4 separate regions of the Mus musculus genome follow, and regions 2, 3 and 4 are each linked to region 1. Evidence: chromatin contacts called from public HiChIP or PLAC-seq and promoter capture Hi-C data. All regions are on one chromosome and are shown on one strand. The core of a region is the stretch at or near the end of the contact, and the rest is flanking DNA. Distances in the headings are between cores, read along the strand shown. Region 1 holds the start of Myc (myelocytomatosis oncogene). Region 2 overlaps Cyrib (CYFIP related Rac1 interactor B). Region 3 holds the start of Trib1 (tribbles pseudokinase 1). Region 4 holds the start of Washc5 (WASH complex subunit 5).

The links. HiChIP or PLAC-seq counts read pairs in DNA pulled down with a chosen protein or histone mark. Capture Hi-C pulls out chosen DNA fragments and counts their contacts.
Region 2: a contact with region 1 is called in an H3K4me3 HiChIP or PLAC-seq map of pro-B cells, with 4 times the contacts expected there. The contact joins the enhancer-like site here to the promoter of Myc in region 1. A contact is called at or near these places in 3 of 39 promoter capture datasets (cranial neural crest, embryonic stem cells and pre-B cells), 3 of 115 datasets of contacts at active chromatin or transcription factors (embryonic stem cells, large pre-B cells and pro-B cells) and 1 of 9 other capture datasets (embryonic stem cells).
Region 3: a contact with region 1 is called in an H3K27ac HiChIP or PLAC-seq map of thymic regulatory T cells, with 6 times the contacts expected there. The contact joins the promoter of Trib1 here to the promoter of Myc in region 1. A contact is called at or near these places in 2 of 39 promoter capture datasets (hippocampal neurons and liver) and 2 of 115 datasets of contacts at active chromatin or transcription factors (astrocytes and thymic regulatory T cells).
Region 4: a promoter capture Hi-C map of liver shows a contact between it and region 1, with 5 times the contacts expected there. The contact joins the promoter of Washc5 here to the promoter of Myc in region 1. A contact is called at or near these places in 1 of 39 promoter capture datasets (embryonic stem cells) and 1 of 9 other capture datasets (liver).

The regions. Positions count from the first base shown.
Region 1 is chr15:61,982,867-61,987,182 of GRCm38.p6, forward strand. Myc (myelocytomatosis oncogene) reads left to right here and starts at 2,475. Exons shown (of 3, transcript NM_001177352.1): 1 at 2,475-3,085.
Region 2 is chr15:64,020,489-64,024,415 of GRCm38.p6, forward strand. It overlaps Cyrib (CYFIP related Rac1 interactor B), which reads right to left. Exons shown (of 13, transcript NM_001360036.1): 2 at 2,082-2,132. Among named protein-coding and RNA genes, the nearest start is that of Gm25628, 3.5 kb to the right of the region's middle. Within about 2 kb of position 1,968, at least 98 of the 459 cell types and tissues checked have an H3K27ac peak or open chromatin away from gene starts, as enhancers often do. A contact at or near this core is called in pro-B cells, where this site is marked.
Region 3 is chr15:59,646,916-59,651,125 of GRCm38.p6, forward strand. It overlaps Trib1 (tribbles pseudokinase 1), which reads left to right and starts at 1,739. Exons shown (of 3, transcript NM_144549.4): 1 at 1,739-2,607. The coding sequence starts at 2,248.
Region 4 is chr15:59,372,830-59,377,367 of GRCm38.p6, forward strand. It overlaps Washc5 (WASH complex subunit 5), which reads right to left and starts at 1,358. Exons shown (of 29, transcript NM_153548.3): 1 at 1,212-1,358. It overlaps Nsmce2 (NSE2/MMS21 homolog, SMC5-SMC6 complex SUMO ligase), which reads left to right and starts at 1,369. Exons shown (of 7, transcript NM_026746.3): 1 at 1,369-1,526.

The DNA of each region.
Region 1 (4,316 bases), core at 1,225-3,724:
CTAGCAAAGAATAGTCGTGAGAATCTCTCTCAAAAAAAAAACCCCAAAATAATAATAATGATAATAATGATAATAATAATAATAATAATAAAACAAGGCAATAATAAGCTAATGCTCCTGCCTTGCATTCTGACTCCTTTTGCCCAGTAAAATTCAATGCTCTGCTTTGACACGTCCAGCTTACAACACGACAAAGGTGTGAGACATGGGTGCTAAAACTTGTTCTATTGCCTTTCCGTTTCTGTTAGATCTCCTTCACTTGTATACCTGTGACTCATTCATTTTCCCCATCCACAACTAGGGCTCTGTTTTGGGTGACTGTCAGAAAGTAGGGATGGGTTCATCTACTCCCCCTCTTTGCAACTGAATAGCCACCTCTGAACCATTTTTTTCTCTAGTAATTTCTCTTCCTTTGCCTCCTTTGCAGCCTAAAAGAGTCATTTAAAGGATGACCGGAAGCTTGTCTTAGGCAAGGAAGCATCTTCCCAGAACCTGGAAACCCTGCAGCCCTGCCCCCATCCGACCTCCGCCCTCGTTGGCTTCGCAACGCTGTGGTCTCTGTGGCCAGTAGAGGGCACACTTACTTTACTTTCACAAATCCGAGAGCCACAACCCGGGTGGTGGGGGGTGAGGGGGCGGGGAAAGAGTCTCTGCAGCAAAACGCAGACTAGGGATTGGTGGCTCTTGGTGTTTGAGGCAAAATCCTAGAGGCTGTAGTCATTTTGCAATCCTTAAAGCTGAATTGTGCAATGAGCTCGATGAAGGAAGATACTATCATTCAACAGCTGAATCCTAAATTGCAAACTCAGTGGCTAATAACAACTTTGAACAATGAGCACCTTATACACGCTACTGTATTTTCTTTTCTTTCTTTTTTTTTTTTTTTTTTTTTTTTAAACCGGGTAGCAGTGAGAGAGGTTTCTTTAAGTGCCTTGGGGCGAGGAGTCCGGAATAAGAAGACTTCTTTGGGTTTTAAAGTGTAGGATAAGCAAATCCCGAGGGAATATGCATTATATAATAAATCTAGAACCAATGCACAGAGCAAAAGACTCATGTTTCTGGTTGGTTAATAAGCTAGATTATCGTGTATATATAAAGTGTGTATGTATACGTTTGGGGATTGTACAGAATGCACAGCGTAGTATTCAGGAAAAAGGAAACTGGGAAATTAATGTATAAATTAAAATCAGCTTTTAATTAGCTTAACACACACATACGAAGGCAAAAATGTAACGTTACTTTGATCTGATCAGGGCCGACTTTTTTTTTTAAGTGCATAATTACGATTCCAGTAATAAAAGGGGAAAGCTTGGGTTTGTCCTGGGAGGAAGGGGTTAACGGTTTTCTTTATTCTAGGGTCTCTGCAGGCTCCCCAGATCTGGGTTGGCAATTCACTCCTCCCCCTTTCTGGGAAGTCCGGGTTTTCCCCAACCCCCCAATTCATGGCATATTCTCGCGTCTAGCGCCTTGATTTTCCCCACCCCAGCTCCTAAACCAGAGTCTGCTGCAAACTGGCTCCACAGGGGCAAAGAGGATTTGCCTCTTGTGAAAACCGACTGTGGCCCTGGAACTGTGTGGAGGTGTATGGGGTGTAGACCGGCAGAGACTCCTCCCGGAGGAGCCGGGTAGAGCGCACCCGCCGCCACTTTACTGGACTGCGCAGGGAGACCTACAGGGGAAAGAGCCGCCTCCACACCACCCGCCGGGTGGAAGTCCGAACCGGAGGTGCTGGAGTGTGTGTGTGGGGGGGGGGGGGAATCTGCCTTTTGGCAGCAAATTGGGGGGGGGGGTCGTTCTGGAAAGAATGTGCCCAGTCAACATAACTGTACGACCAAAGGCAAAATACACAATGCCTTCCCCGCGAGATGGAGTGGCTGTTTATCCCTAAGTGGCTCTCCAAGTATACGTGGCAGTGAGTTGCTGAGCAATTTTAATAAAATTCCAGACATCGTTTTTCCTGCATAGACCTCATCTGCGGTTGATCACCCTCTATCACTCCACACACTGAGCGGGGGCTCCTAGATAACTCATTCGTTCGTCCTTCCCCCTTTCTAAATTCTGTTTTCCCCAGCCTTAGAGAGACGCCTGGCCGCCCGGGACGTGCGTGACGCGGTCCAGGGTACATGGCGTATTGTGTGGAGCGAGGCAGCTGTTCCACCTGCGGTGACTGATATACGCAGGGCAAGAACACAGTTCAGCCGAGCGCTGCGCCCGAACAACCGTACAGAAAGGGAAAGGACTAGCGCGCGAGCAAGAGAAAATGGTCGGGCGCGCAGTTAATTCATGCTGCGCTATTACTGTTTACACCCCGGAGCCGGAGTACTGGGCTGCGGGGCTGAGGCTCCTCCTCCTCTTTCCCCGGCTCCCCACTAGCCCCCCTCCCGAGTTCCCAAAGCAGAGGGCGGGGAAGCGAGAGGAGGAAAAAAAAATAGAGAGAGGTGGGGAAGGGAGAAAGAGAGATTCTCTGGCTAATCCCCGCCCACCCGCCCTTTATATTCCGGGGGTCTGCGCGGCCGAGGACCCCTGGGCTGCGCTGCTCTCAGCTGCCGGGTCCGACTCGCCTCACTCAGCTCCCCTCCTGCCTCCTGAAGGGCAGGGCTTCGCCGACGCTTGGCGGGAAAAAGAAGGGAGGGGAGGGATCCTGAGTCGCAGTATAAAAGAAGCTTTTCGGGCGTTTTTTTCTGACTCGCTGTAGTAATTCCAGCGAGAGACAGAGGGAGTGAGCGGACGGTTGGAAGAGCCGTGTGTGCAGAGCCGCGCTCCGGGGCGACCTAAGAAGGCAGCTCTGGAGTGAGAGGGGCTTTGCCTCCGAGCCTGCCGCCCACTCTCCCCAACCCTGCGACTGACCCAACATCAGCGGCCGCAACCCTCGCCGCCGCTGGGAAACTTTGCCCATTGCAGCGGGCAGACACTTCTCACTGGAACTTACAATCTGCGAGCCAGGACAGGACTCCCCAGGCTCCGGGGAGGGAATTTTTGTCTATTTGGGGACAGTGTTCTCTGCCTCTGCCCGCGATCAGCTCTCCTGAAAAGAGCTCCTCGAGCTGTTTGAAGGCTGGATTTCCTTTGGGCGTTGGAAACCCCGGTAAGCACAGATCTGGTGGTCTTTCCCTGTGTTCTTTCTGCGTCTTGAATGTAGCGGCCGGTTAGGACAGTCTTTCTTCCATTCCTGTGCTTTTGACACTTTTCTCAAGAGTAGTTGGGGTAGGCTGGGGTAGATCTGAGTCGGGGTAGAGCGACTTGTCAAGATGACAGAGGAAAGGGGAAGGGAAAAACCGGGATGCATTTTGAAGCGGGGTTCCCGAGGTTACTATGGGCTGACGCTGACCCGGCCGGTTGGACATTCTTGCTTTGCTACATTAATTGATATGTGTCCTTTGAGGGGTCAAACCGGGAGGTCGCTTCGTGGTGGCCAAAGAAAGCCCTTGGAATCCTGAGGTCTTTGGAGAAGGGATTACCTTTTGCGTTTGGGAGCGAGAAGGCTCCGTAGCTTCTGACTTACCAGTCTCTGAGAGGGCATTTAAATTTCAGCTTGGTGCATTTCTGACAGCCTGGGACCGACACGGAGGTGCGTCCCGCCCGCCAATCCCCGGCGGCGATCGCAACCCGTCCCTGAGCCTTTTAAGAAGTTGCTATTTTGGCTTTAAAAATAGTGATCGTAGTAAAATTTAAGCCTGACCCCCGCGGCACTAGGACTTGATGTTGGGCTAGCGCAGTGAGGAGAAGCAAAATTGGGACAGGGATGTGACCGATTCGTTGACTTGGGGGAAACCAGAGGGAATCCTCACATTCCTACTTGGGATCCGCGGGTATCCCTCGCGCCCCTGAATTGCTAGGAAGACTGCGGTGAGTCGTGATCTGAGCGGTTCCGTAACAGCTGCTACCCTCGGCGGGGAGAGGGAAGACGCCCTGCACCCAGTGCTGAATCGCTGCAGGGTCTCTGGTGCAGTGGCGTCGCGGTTTAGAGTGTAGAAGGGAGGTGTCTCTTATTATTTGACACCCCCTCCCCTTTTATTTCGAGAGGCTTGTGATAGCCGGAGACTGAGCTCTCTCCTCCAAGTCAGCAATCGGAAAGAAAAGCCGGCAAAGGAAGGAAGGGGGCGCGCTGGGGGTGGAGAAAGAGGAGGGCGGAGAGGGGCGGCGGCGCCGGCTGGGTAGGAGCGCGGCGACGGCGCGAATAGGGACTCGGACCCGGTCGGCGGCGCAGAGAGCCGGCACACGGGAGGGGGCCGAGCGACGCGGCGCCTCTCGCCTTTCTCCTTCAGGTGGCGCAAAACTTTGCGCCTCGGCTCTTAGCAGACTGTATTCCCTACAGT
Region 2 (3,927 bases), core at 718-3,217, 2.0 Mb after region 1:
TGGTACTGGTTAAACTAAGTCTCATGTTAACTGTTCAGGTTGAAAGACAGCATGTTATAAGTAATCAAGATAGAGATTCGATGTGTGTGTGTGTGTGTGTGTGTGTGTGTGTGTGTGTGTGTGTGTGTTACAGTACCAAGTTTTTATTTCTTGTGGGTAACACTCGTTCAACTCATAGTTAAACTTCCAGACAGTGAAGTTTTCTAGCCCCACTGTCATAAAGAAATAAACATTTCCTTTAAGGCTCTTGGATACTCAATGCTACCTTATCTCAGGCCTCACTTCTAGACTCTGTACAATTAACACACCACTCACTGGACCCTTTGCCTGCAAAAGTCCCGTATGTGTCAGAGCTTTTGTTCACACATAACCACTGGCTCATATGTCTCTCTAAATTTCTGGTTGATTCTAGAATGTTTTGTTATAGACTCCCCAAGACCCAATGTTCTTATTTCCATCAACTCCACACATTTGTACTGGGAAGTATTTGTGCAAATCAGCTCGGTGTATCATCTCAGCAAAAACTTCCAGGTCACTGAACCCAATGCAGTCACTCATTCACGCTTCAGTCCTAGCGGTATTAAAATTCCAGCTTACAGGCTGTCCACCGAGCTTAGTAAATAATGGCACTTTCCACACGAGCCCTGTGACCCGAGCTCAGTCCCTAGAACCCACATAAAGGACAACGGAGAGAACAGGCTCCAAACTTTGTCCCCGTGACACTGTCCCCTCCCCACTCAATAATAAATGTAAGATTTCTATAAAATGCATCTCACTCCAGGTTTAGCCTCTAACATCAGAATGTAATATAAAAACTGAAAACTCCAAAATGGTTTGAAAATCCCATATGGCCTCACACTGAAGACTGGCCGACTGTCTTTTATGACATACAACATCGTCTTTCTTTTAGCACTGGACTGACTGTCTTAAGCTAAGCACCATATGGAAGAGATGGTTTGGATGTAGGGGGCATGCTGTGTGATAATTACAGTCTATAAATACAGGAGACACTTGATGGCATGAGATGCTCAAATTTTAAAAGGCACTGAGAACAAAGACTAACAGAAGGAATAGCAGATCCAGGCCTCCTATCATACTCACTCCGAGACAGAGGCCTGCCGGGTGAAATGATATGACCACCTATGCTATTTAAGGTGGTTTTGCCTTCAGTTTGCTTTGTTGAACAACTATGCCTGCATCTGTATAAGCTGAAAACACAGACATGATAAAGTGCTGACTCATCAGGCAGTTCTAGGGAGCATCCTAGCATGGTGGGAATACTGAGCCTCCTGATTCGGGGCAGTTAACTTGGGTAGGATAGTAAACATTTATCCAGCTGTAAAGAATAAGATTTGTGTTTAACTGCACACATAACTCCATTAAAAAAACAAAACAAAACATTAAAACCATTAGAGCACGCCAGAGCAGAGGTTGCCATGGGCCACTGTGCTGAGGGCCCCTTACCATGCTGACGCATCACCACAAAGCTGGCCAGCCACGTGGAATGTGGTGAGGCAACCAAGAGGCACAGGAAAAGAAGACAGAAAATGCCCGTGCCCTGCCAGCCAGGGGGCACCTGAGCTCAAGGAGAATGGTTTTCCCCCACGACAGGCGCCCTCAGAGGGCAAAAATTACGCTGGTTAACCGGCTTGCAAGCCAGGTGTGAATATTGACTCTGCCTTTCATCACAGAACGACTGGGGGCAAGGTCCTTCCTTCCCGTGAATTTGAGCTTGGTAGGGCTACTGTGACTTGGGTAATGTCTACACACTATGAGTCTATGGCTCAGAACTCTTTGCTGCTACTGTTACCTGGGGCAGGAAGGTAGAAGTATCACCTCACTTCCAAATTAGTTATTTAAAGTCCTAGTCTGACTCAACAGCCTACAGATGCTCAGCGTTCATGGGCCAAGGAGATGATGCGTTATGTGCTGTCACTTCCATGGGGTGGGGACGCTTCTACTGAAGTGAAAGTCACATCTGGCTCGCTGCCCCACCCACTCCGTTGTTTCTTCAGAGTGAGAGTGAGCAGTGCAGGGTTAGAGCCAGGTGGCTAGGGTCCCATGCCAGCTCTGTTACTTACCAATGCAGTAGCCTTGAAAGGATCTCAGATCCCGGGCCTCGGCGTCTTCTCCTGTAAGAAGAGTGACAGCAAGGATTAAGCGAGCTACAGCAGCACGCCGAAAGCCACCAGGAAGTCCTGGCCGTCACCATTACGTCTTCCCTTCCGATACTAGTAACATGGTCTGAGAGGACGACTTGTAAGTGCCAGTTACACAGACCAGGCCAAAGCGTCCCATCTTTACACGTGGTACCATGGGACTGTCACCTACAAAGACCATGCTCAAGAACTATGGAAGTGCCAGGCATAGTTCTTTGATCACACACCTTTGATCCCACTACTTGGGAGACTGAGTTCAGAGCCAACCTGGTCTCCATAGTGAGTTTCAGGATAGCCACAATTTTGGGGTTTTGTTTTTGGTTGGTTGGCTTTGTGCCCTGTCTCAAAAAAAAAAAAAAAAAAAAAAAAACTAAACAAGGAGAAAACAAACAAACAAACAAACGTATGCAATCAAGTTACAAAAACAAACATCACACAGATTTCTCACGTTTGGACTGGAGAGATCATTCAATGGTAAGGATGCTTACTGGTCCTGCAGAGGACGAGGATTCAATTCCCATCCCTCGCACTAAACAGTTTACAACCGTCACTCCAGCTCTAAGGAATCTGACACCCTCCTTTGGTCTCAACAGGTACCTGCACAGGTGTGATACACAGAAACTCATGCAGGCACATTCCTTTAATCTCAGTGCCCAAAAGGCAGAGGCAAGTGGATCTCTGTGAGTTCAAGGACAGCCAGGTGTACACAGTGAGTTCCAGACCATCAAGAACTAGAGTGAGACCCTGCCTCAGAAAAAAAAAAGTAAATGAAGTAAGAGTTTTTAAAATGTCACATTTTAAGTTAAGTTTACAATGTTGTGTTGGGCTACATTCAAAACGACCCTTGCAGCATGCAGCCCATGGGTCACAGGTTAGACGCACAGCAGCAATGTTTCTCAAATCCGTCTCTCACTTAGTGCTGAAAATAACACTAGCCATCACAAGGATGGGGGGTGGGAGGAGATGGGGGGGAGAGGGGGGAGAGGAGAGATGGAGATGCGGGAGAAGGAGCTCTGAGAATAATTTGCTGACAGTTGCACAGATGAAGGCAAAGCCCCAAACATCTGTAACTAAGGACCATCAGGATGGACACCCTAGTCTCAGTCGTAGAGGGTGGGGTGGGGTCATGCTGTGCTCTGAGATTCTGAGTCCTGGATGGCTACAGAAACCCTGGTCCCAGAAAAATATGTTCAGCTCAACTTGACTCTGAACTGATCTCAGCCATTCTGTCCCTGAATCATTTCCTGTTTGGGGTTTCTGTTCTGCACAGAGAAGAAAGCAAGCATGCACAGTGCCCTCAGAGGTCTCACTCTTGGAAACCAATCTCTCAGAGCGGAAGCTTAGGCATCAAAGAGTTTTCAGAAAACCAGGGTTCAACAGCAGCCCCCTTGACACGTGACCTGCACTCCGCTTGAAATGGAGGCAGAGGGGCGTCTACACACACTCACTGCCAGATGGAGTGGAGCGGAGTGAGCGCCCTTGGCCAGGATCAAATCTTCAGCTGCCGGGGAGTTCTCACTTAGCTTTTCATTGAGTTCTGAAAATACCGGAAGCCACTTAACCGGCTTCATTTTATTCACAAAAGGTGTGGGGCGGGGCCTCCTTGTCTCAGGAGGCCATTGTCTGCTGCTGTCACCCCGTGTGCTTTGCCAGCTCTGCTTCTGTTCACAGGGACAAGTGCCTTCCCCTTCTTCTTGTTGTATGCTTTAACATTCCCTTTTAAACTCATCACAAACGCTTAAAGAAAGGGAAGACCCAACTGAAAGGC
Region 3 (4,210 bases), core at 489-2,988, 2.3 Mb before region 1:
TTTGAATCACAGCAAGGAAGCTAAAGGTTTTAGGCTTCCGTTTTTTGTTTTTTTTTAATCAAATGGAGCAAAATGTAACCCTATGAAGTGAGTGTAAAACTAAAGTTCATAACGTATGCAAAATAATCAGAGTAAGGAGCCCGCACGCCCCTGGGCCACAACTGATGCCAATTATCATTACTGTCTCAATTTAAGTCTCCTAATCCCCAGCGCCTAACTAACCCTTGGAGATGCTTAATTAGCGTTTGTTGAATGACTGGAGAATTAATGATGAAAAGGATTTATTCTTGGGTTTGACCTGGTTTTAGAAAATTAATTATTCAGCATAATTGCAAGAAAGGATTTTGATAATAGGCATCTATGCTAAGTGAGGATCCAGAGACTCCAAACTGACCTGGTTTGCGAAAGAAGTGGGGGGGGGGGGGACCAAACAAAACCCAGCAACACAAAATGTGACTGCAAGCTGTTTCCAGGGAGCAAGGTCAGCCAGTTTCAAGAGCACACAACTCAAACTATATGAAAGTATACATGCGACCTTGTCCGCGTGCAGATGGTATCCCTGGCAGTGAATAGAATGACCCGTACCCCAGTATCCAATACTCCTGGCCGCACTGGCGCCCTAGACCCTCGGGCGCGCATTGCAGGCGGGAGGGGACAGGAATCTGGCGCCAGCCACGTGGGCCCCTTCCGCCAGTTCCCCACATCCTTTGTTTCCCACCGGCCGGAGCTCAGGAAGCTCTTTCGGCGAGTCACCGCGAAGGGGCGGCCCAGGAGCTTGGAGAGGCTATTTCCGTGCAATCCGGGCGGGCGGCAGGCGCGGGAGGGGCGTGGAGGTGGAGGCAGAGCAGAAGGCCCAGTGTTTGCTTTTATTTCATCCAACAGAAGGTTCTATTTGTGGAAGCGAACAGACGCTGGGGATTAGAGTTGGGAGGGGGCAGGAAAAGAGGGGAAGAAAAAAAAAGCCACATTCACTACCACGCACAGGTCTTCCCCGGAACTACCGCGTGGGGGTGAATGACTGATAATGGAATTCATCACCTTTCCTCTCGCCCCTTCCTCCGGCTGCAGCCGCGACTCGACGGCGCCCACAGCTCCACCGGGAGCTCCCCAAAGTGCAGAACGGCGGGGAGGGGGGGACCCACTAGGATAAAGGCGTGACCACTGGGTCTCAGCCAGCTGCCGGTGCGCAGCCAGGAGGTGCGCGCGCGGCCGCCGGGAGCTCGGTGCTCCATTGTGTTGTGTGAATGATGCGCGCGCACCAATCAGCGGTCGTTTCGCCCCTGCTGCCCCGCCCCTCCCGCCCACTTCCCCGGGAACCTGACGTCACGGGAGCTTTGCCTCCGCCCCCTCCCTGGGCTACGGGCCCGCGGGCCTGCGGTGGGGCGCGCGCAGCCTGCTGCCCAGCCCAACCCGGGGGGCGTGTGCGCGCGCCCAAGGCGTCCCAGGACGTTCCCACCTGCGCCTCGGCGCGCGCGGTCAGGAGCATCCCCAGGCCTCCAGCCACCCCTTACAGTTCCAGCCTCCAACTCCACCTCCCCTCCCCCCTAGTCTCCTCCCTCCGCTCCGGTGACTGCAAGCCGGGCGACGGGGCCGGAGTCGTCGCAGCCACCTCATTGCACAACCCGGCTTCCCAACTGTTTACACAGCCCGGGCTGTGAGTGTGTGTGTGTATACAGCGTGAGTCACCGGGAGGCGGAGGAGGTGGAGGAAAAGGAGAAGGAGTGCACTGGCCGGGATCAGTGCGGCACACACACTCATAGTCGGTCACTCTCTCTCTCTCTCCTGGAGCGCGTCTCGCTCGCTCACACGCCTGGAGCCCAGGAGCGCGCAGGATTCCGAGCGGCGCGGAAAAGTTGTACCGGCTTTTACGCCAGACTAATTGCTTTGGGAAGTGCGTTTGCTCGGAGAAGCCGAGGAGCCTGTGGAATCCTGTCCTCGAGGCTCAACACCCGGGAACTCGGGCCGTCTCCACGTCCCGGACTATCCACAGCCTCGGCAACAATAGCGGCGGCCACCGCCAACGAGGCGCCCAGACCTGGTGCCTGTGGGGGTCTGGAGACCTTAGCCGGCCTCCCACCCTTGGACGCGTGGCCAACGTGGTTCTGGTGGACAACGCCAGCGTCCTGGAACGGCTCCTCTTGGGGACCGATCCAAGCTCTATCTGCAAACTCCATCCCGCCGACTGGAAGAAGTCACAGCGCAGATCCAGGGATTTACAAAGCCGGGGCCGCTCCGGCCAGGGCCGCGATGCGGGTCGGTCCCGTGCGTTTTGCCCTGAGCGGCGCCTCGCAGCCCCGCGGTCCGGGTCTACTGTTTCCGGCTGCCCGGGGAACCCCGGCCAAACGCCTGCTGGACACGGACGACGCGGGGGCAGTGGCGGCCAAGTGTCCGCGCCTCTCTGAGTGCTCGAGTCCCCCCGACTACCTCAGTCCCCCTGGCTCGCCCTGCAGCCCTCAGCCTCCGCCCTCCACGCAGGGGACCGGCGGCAGCTGTGTGAGCTCACCCGGGCCCAGCCGAATCGCCGACTACCTGCTGCTACCCCTAGCTGAGCGCGAGCATGTGTCCCGGGCACTGTGCATCCACACCGGCCGCGAGCTGCGCTGCAAGGTAAGCATCCTGGGGCGGAGGTTGCGGGTCTGGATCGTCCACAGAAGTGCCTAGGTTCCGGCCCACCGGGATCACAGTCCCGCCAGCGCTTGGGTTTGGCAGAGCAGATAAGGGCGTTTAGTTGGATAAGGAGGGTATTTTGGTCAGCTTCGTGTTTTTGGAGGTTGAGTGCTTTCCTGTGGAGTGTTTTTTGGTGAGGGTTAGGCGGTCTAGAGGAAGTGCAGGGTTCAGTTCTTTTATCTCTGTTCTTTTCTTTGGCGCTCTGTATTGCTAGCGCGTGGCGTTCCATTTAAGTTTGGAATTGCAATGGGTTCCAGGGCCATGCCATTGCCCTGCTCTCATCCCCCTCCTCCCCCTGTCCTGGAAGGACGCCCTGCAGTGTGTGCCTCCTCGGGACTTGGAGCAACTGGCAAGCTCTTTGCGCGAGGCTCGCGGCATGGGTTCTGTATAGACCAAGTCGGGCTTCTTTTTACCTAGGGGTTTCTGGGCTTGAACTCCTGTTGGGACCAGCATACAGCCCACCCCAGGAAGTGTTGGGATGGGGTGGTCTTAAGCGTGGGAAGGCTTCTGGCCAGCATCGGAGTATTGGAAAACTTCCAGAGGCTCGCTTCCACTTGCTTTAGTTTGAGCCGGCGATTTTCATTGCAACATTAACAGGAGTACAACTAGATACAGGATGGCCGGTCTGGGAGAGCGCGTAGCCCAGGACTGCTTCGCAGTGTGCTCTTCGTGAGCCGGACACCCCATCTCTGGGCCATTGAGAGCCCCACTGACTCCTTTCATTCTCCTGCAGTTAAAAGTGGCATCTGGGTTTCCAACAACTCACCTGAAAGCCCCCCTCCGCCCCCCCCCCCCCCCAACGTGAGCGCCCCACCTCTCCGTTTGCTGCTGCCACCTACTGTCCACTCTCGTGAAATCTCTGATGCGTGGTCAAGCACAGAGAGAAACTCTTTCTTCTTGGTGGATGAGAACAGTTTTGGGAGAGAAACGGATGGGGCGGGAGGAGAAGGCAGCAGATATATATTTTTTTCCCAAGTTGGTACTAGAGCAGCCACCTCAGAGGTGGGGTTGGTCTGGGTCATTGTGCAACCCCTTCCAGTTCCTCTGAGCAGATAATAGCCGAATCCAGATGGTGACAGCCCGTGTGTCACCATTTCCAGTTGCGTCTAGGATATGAGTAACCGGGCTGAACAAAAGGCCCTTAAAGAGACCAGCCAGCTTCTTAGAGGATTTGCTACCCGTTCTGGGGAGGGGGGCCAACCAGGGTGGATGGGGGTCGAGGAAACAAACAGGAAAAAAGAGAAGACCTATAGAGGTGCCTATCCTCTCCTGTAAGAAGGTAACTACAGGCTGCTTCCACCTGAGTCTCAGCCATAGGCAGGCTGCATAAGGCCGCTTTGTCAGTCTCTCCTTCCAAGTCATCAGTTCCTTCTGACTAATGACAGCTCTGCGTGTTTGCTGCCTCAGCTTCCCGTGGAGGCTGCAAAGTCACCACATTCTTTGACTGTGCTCTGCTGAGCCTCCTGGGTTCGCAGGAGATGCATGCATGTTTAGCTGTTGATTTTTCACTCTTAGGGATGCCGGGGGTACCTTCCCCTAGCTA
Region 4 (4,538 bases), core at 108-2,607, 2.6 Mb before region 1:
AATAGGAAGAACCCCTTGTCAAAGGAACGTGTTTTCAAGAATGGCATCTGTTACCCAGTAAGTACAGAACAAAATATCTTTAGAAAATTAAAGTGTAGAGGACAAAAGCAGATGGATTTTTTCTTCTTTTCACAAAACCTCAGATCCCTAAAGAAAGCAGTCTCAAATCCATAACAGAGGCTGTCCCAGAAAAGTTCTGGAATAAGCTGGATCACCCCAATGTGACTCATGAATTTTTAAAATTATATTTATTTTGTGTCCATTGGTGTTTTGCCTGCATGGATGTCTGAGGGTGTTGGATCCCCTGGATCTGGAGTTATAGATAGTTGAGAGTCACCACATGGGTACTTAGAATTGAACCCGGGGCCTCAGGAAAAACAAACAGTCTTAGCCACTGGGCCCATCTCTCAAGTCCTGATTCATTAATTCTTAACATCTAAGACAACTTTCCTTCCTGACCTTTTAATACATGTTGTGGTGACCCCAACCATAAAATCATTTTCATTGATACTTAGTAACTATAATTTTGCTACTGTTAAGAATCATAATGTAAACGTTTATGGAAACAGGTTTGCTAAAGGGGTCATGAAACCCACAAGTGAGAACAGCAGACCTAAGGAAAGAGTCCCTGGCTGTGGTTAGAGATAATAAAACTCCTTCACTATCCCTCATCTATATAGAAATCAAGAGTCCAACTTTTCTTTTCTTTTTTTATGAGTCCAACTTTTAAATTTCCTATCATAGAAGAATCAGGACCCAGTAGAACTACCTGCCCCCAATACAAGGACTACAGCACCATGTCTCAGGTGAGGGAGACTAGGGTATAGAGGAACGACTTGCACAAACTCACAGTGAGCGACAGGACTTTTATTCCCCCCCCCACCCCCCCCCCCACCCCCCCGCGCGCTCTCGCCCATCATCACTCCAGTGACTACTTGATTTTCTGGAGAGTAAGTGCAAGATCAGCCACATTAGCAAGGCACCGCTCCGAGAAACTTGCAAGCTCAGCTATGGGCCAAGTAGCTGAGCATCACCCCAAAAGCTTCAAAGAAGCATGCAAGAGCGATTTCCATGAAGGCGTGGGTGAACATCAGGCGTGCAACCCCAACCCTGCAAGCCCTAGGTTTTCCCGTTGGCTCCGGGGACAGTACCGGACGTGGCCCACGGGGGAAGGAATGGACCTCGAACCCGCAGGCCCGCCTCCGACTCACCTGTCAGCCGTCCGACGCTGGCCGCGTGGACTGGGCGCCCCGGTCCCCGTCTCCCACCCCAGGGATCCCCCTAGAGTCCCGGGCCGCAGAGCGTCAGCTGCCGGGACCCGGGTTTCTGTCCTGGAGTCCCTAGCCCGTCACGTGACCAAGGGGCGGCGGCCCGGGCCCGGGCATCATGTGATCGCTCGCGGGCGCCAAGTGATGACGCAGAGCGCGCGCGGGTCGTTTCAGCCACAGAAGTGGGCTGAGGAAAGGAGTCGGGGTCTGGGCGTGCGACGTTCGGCTAGATATCACCGAGCTAGGTGGGACAGCCAGGTAAGATCCAGGAGGAACCGTGATAGGGGTCTAGCCGGCGTTGTCGCCTCCCTCTGTGCTCTGGGGACCTGGGCCTGAGCCTCTTCACCCGCAGCAACTAGACGGAGGCGGGTTATGCTCACATATGATCACAGGTTATGTGATCAAAACAAAACAAACTGTTTAGAACTGACTTTTGAAACTGAGGCATGAACAGGTAGCTCAGATGGACTCAAGGCCACAGGTGCCATTTCACTTCTGCAGGTGAAGGGATGTGGTAGCCTCGGTGTGAAAAAAGAGGGGGGAAGCGGGGCGGGAGGCAACCTTCTTGGGCACGGGCATGTTGGTGGTGACCCGGAAATGGTAGTAGTTTTTATTATTACTTTGGTAACTTAACGGATTTAGTCCTGCTCATTTCATTTTTGTGAGGCGACGTTTTATATCTTCTAATGCATGTTCCAGTTTAAGGAGATCCCAGCATGAAGGAATGGTAGAAGTCGGCAATTAGCCGTATTAAGTTATATAGTAGAGATGTGTGTTAGGAACTGAGAAGGCGTGTGGAAGAGGAGGAGCCGTGGGCGAGGGAAGGTTTCAGAGAGAAGGGTGTATGCATGCTGAAAACGGAGACACTTCAACTCTTGTCGTATGAGATCACCTTGGATTTAAAGGCGGTCGAACTTTTGGTTTGCTCTATGCCTACTGTAATGCTGTGCAGAAACGTGTTTTCCTATTTAAAACTGGCTTAACTTGACAGCAACTCTTTCATGAATATAAGGGAAGCAAAATAGTGTGCTGAGCCCAATAACTTGGTGAGACTTCAGGAAGTGCTTAACTTTGTTGTAGATTGTCTTGGAGGCTATAGGTACTGGTAACAAAAAGATCGGTGTTATTGGAAAGAGGATCCAAGAAGGGGTTGGTGTAAATCAGTGTTTCTTAACTAATGTGATGATTACGCTTTGTCTTCAGATGATTCCTTGTGGTGAGAGACTGTACTGTACTTGCTAGAATTCTATCAATTCCATAGATGCTGGTCTGTGACACCCCCCAACCCCCCTCCAGTGCCACAGTCAAAAATGCCCCCACGTGATGTTAGAAGTTCCCTGGGGGAGGTGTTAAACCTCCAAACCCTAGGTTAAACCAATCCCCAAGGAATAGTGTTAGAATGTTCAGATGTCAATAAATGAAATACTATATCTATGTAGTTTCAAAAGCATCAGAAACTGATGTCGTAGAGGCTGAGAATTCCCGAGGCCAACTTACCATCAGATTCAGTGTCTGGTGAAGGCATGCTTTCTGGCTTGTAAATGGCATGCACTTGCTGTTTTCTTGGGTGGTAGAAAAGCAAGAGAGCCCTTGGAGCACCCGTTATAAGGGACTAATAATGTTCTGGAGGGTGTAGCTAGTCACCTCGCCAAAGGCCTTATCTTCTAAAACCACCAGTTTGGACATTAGGATTTCAGTATGTAAAGTGGGGATGGGGACCCAAACATTTAGACCTTAGCAGACAGATGAGACTGGAGGAGGCGGGGAAGTGAAGAGTATGTGTTGGGGAAGGTATGGGGAGGACTAGCAGTTGTGGATTGGGGCTCTAGACAGCTCTTGGAAGAGATGGAAAGAGCTAAGAGCCCAAAGGAGTGCAAACGGAAATATTGTTCCCTGATGTCTTAGTCGTGGTTTCTATTCCTGCACAAACATCATGACCAAGAAACAAGTTGGGGAGGTTTATTTGGCTTACACTTCCATACTGCTGTTCATCACCAAGGAAGTCAGGACTGGAACTCAAGCAGGTCAGGAAGCAGGAGCTGATGCAGAGGCCATGGAGGGATGTTCCTTACTGGCTGGCTTCCCCTGGCTTTCTCACCCTGCTCTCTTATAGAACCAAGACTTCCAGCCCAGAGATGGTCCCACCCACAAGAGGCCTTTCCCCCTTGATCACTAATTGAGAAAATGCCTTACTGTTGGATCCCATGGAGGCATTTCCTCAACTGAAGCTCCTTTCTTTGTGATAACTCCAGCTGTGTCAAGTTGACAAAAAACTAGCCAGTACACCTGAGGAAGGCATACAGATTGCAGTAGTGGCCTTGAGAGCAGGTCCCGTGAAGTGGGAGAGGTGGGAGCCTGGCAGACTCCCAGGCCAGGACTGGAGGACAGGACTTTGAAACAAATGGAGGCACGCCTATGGGAGAGTTTTGCTGCCAGGATGAAGGCAGAAGCATGGGAAGTCATGGAAGAGGAAGGTGGGGGAGATGCTTTTCTTTAAGATTAGAGAAAGATGTCCTTGGTTTGCTATGGAGAGTGGTGTGGTGTGGGCGAGGAGAAAGCTGCTGATTGAGGAGAGCAGGAGAGCAGGGAGGAATACAGAGAGAAGGAAAGGAGATCTGATGTGGAATGGAGGTGGTCTCAGTGGACGTGGTTAGTTCATTCAACCTGAAAAGAAAGGAGAACATAGGAACCGAGGCTGCTGGGCGGGGAGGGATGCCCTTCCGTGGTGGTTTATGCTTCCTCAGTGAAATAGCAATCAAGGTCTTTTTACTTTTTACTTTTTTTTTTTTTTCCAAAGACAGGATTTCTCTGTGTAGTCCTGGCTGTCCTGGAACTCACTCTGTAGACTAGGCTAGCCTCGAACTCAGAAATCTGCCTGCCTCTGCCTCCCGAGTGCTGGGATTAAAGGCGTGCGCCACCACGCCTGGCCTCAATCAAGGTCTTTAGCTCTGGTCTTTAGTGCTAATGGATGAGGAGATGTCAGGCGTCTGTAGTATCAGCTGTCACGGAGTATTTCTATGTTAGGTCTGGAGGGTGGGTCATGCCTGTAGTCTCAGCATTTGAGTGGCAAGTGGGTTGCCATGAGTTCGAGGCTTGTGTGGACTACCTAGTGAGATCCTGTCAGAACAGCAAAGACAGAAAAGGGTCCATTATCTGTCAGCAGGAAGTAGCTCCTGGAGAGTTGTATGCTCTTTCGAACTGTTGTTGCTGTGTATTTTTATACGTCTTTTCCTCTCTTTGAGGGCTAAGTGGGACAGCTCATCTGTCCCT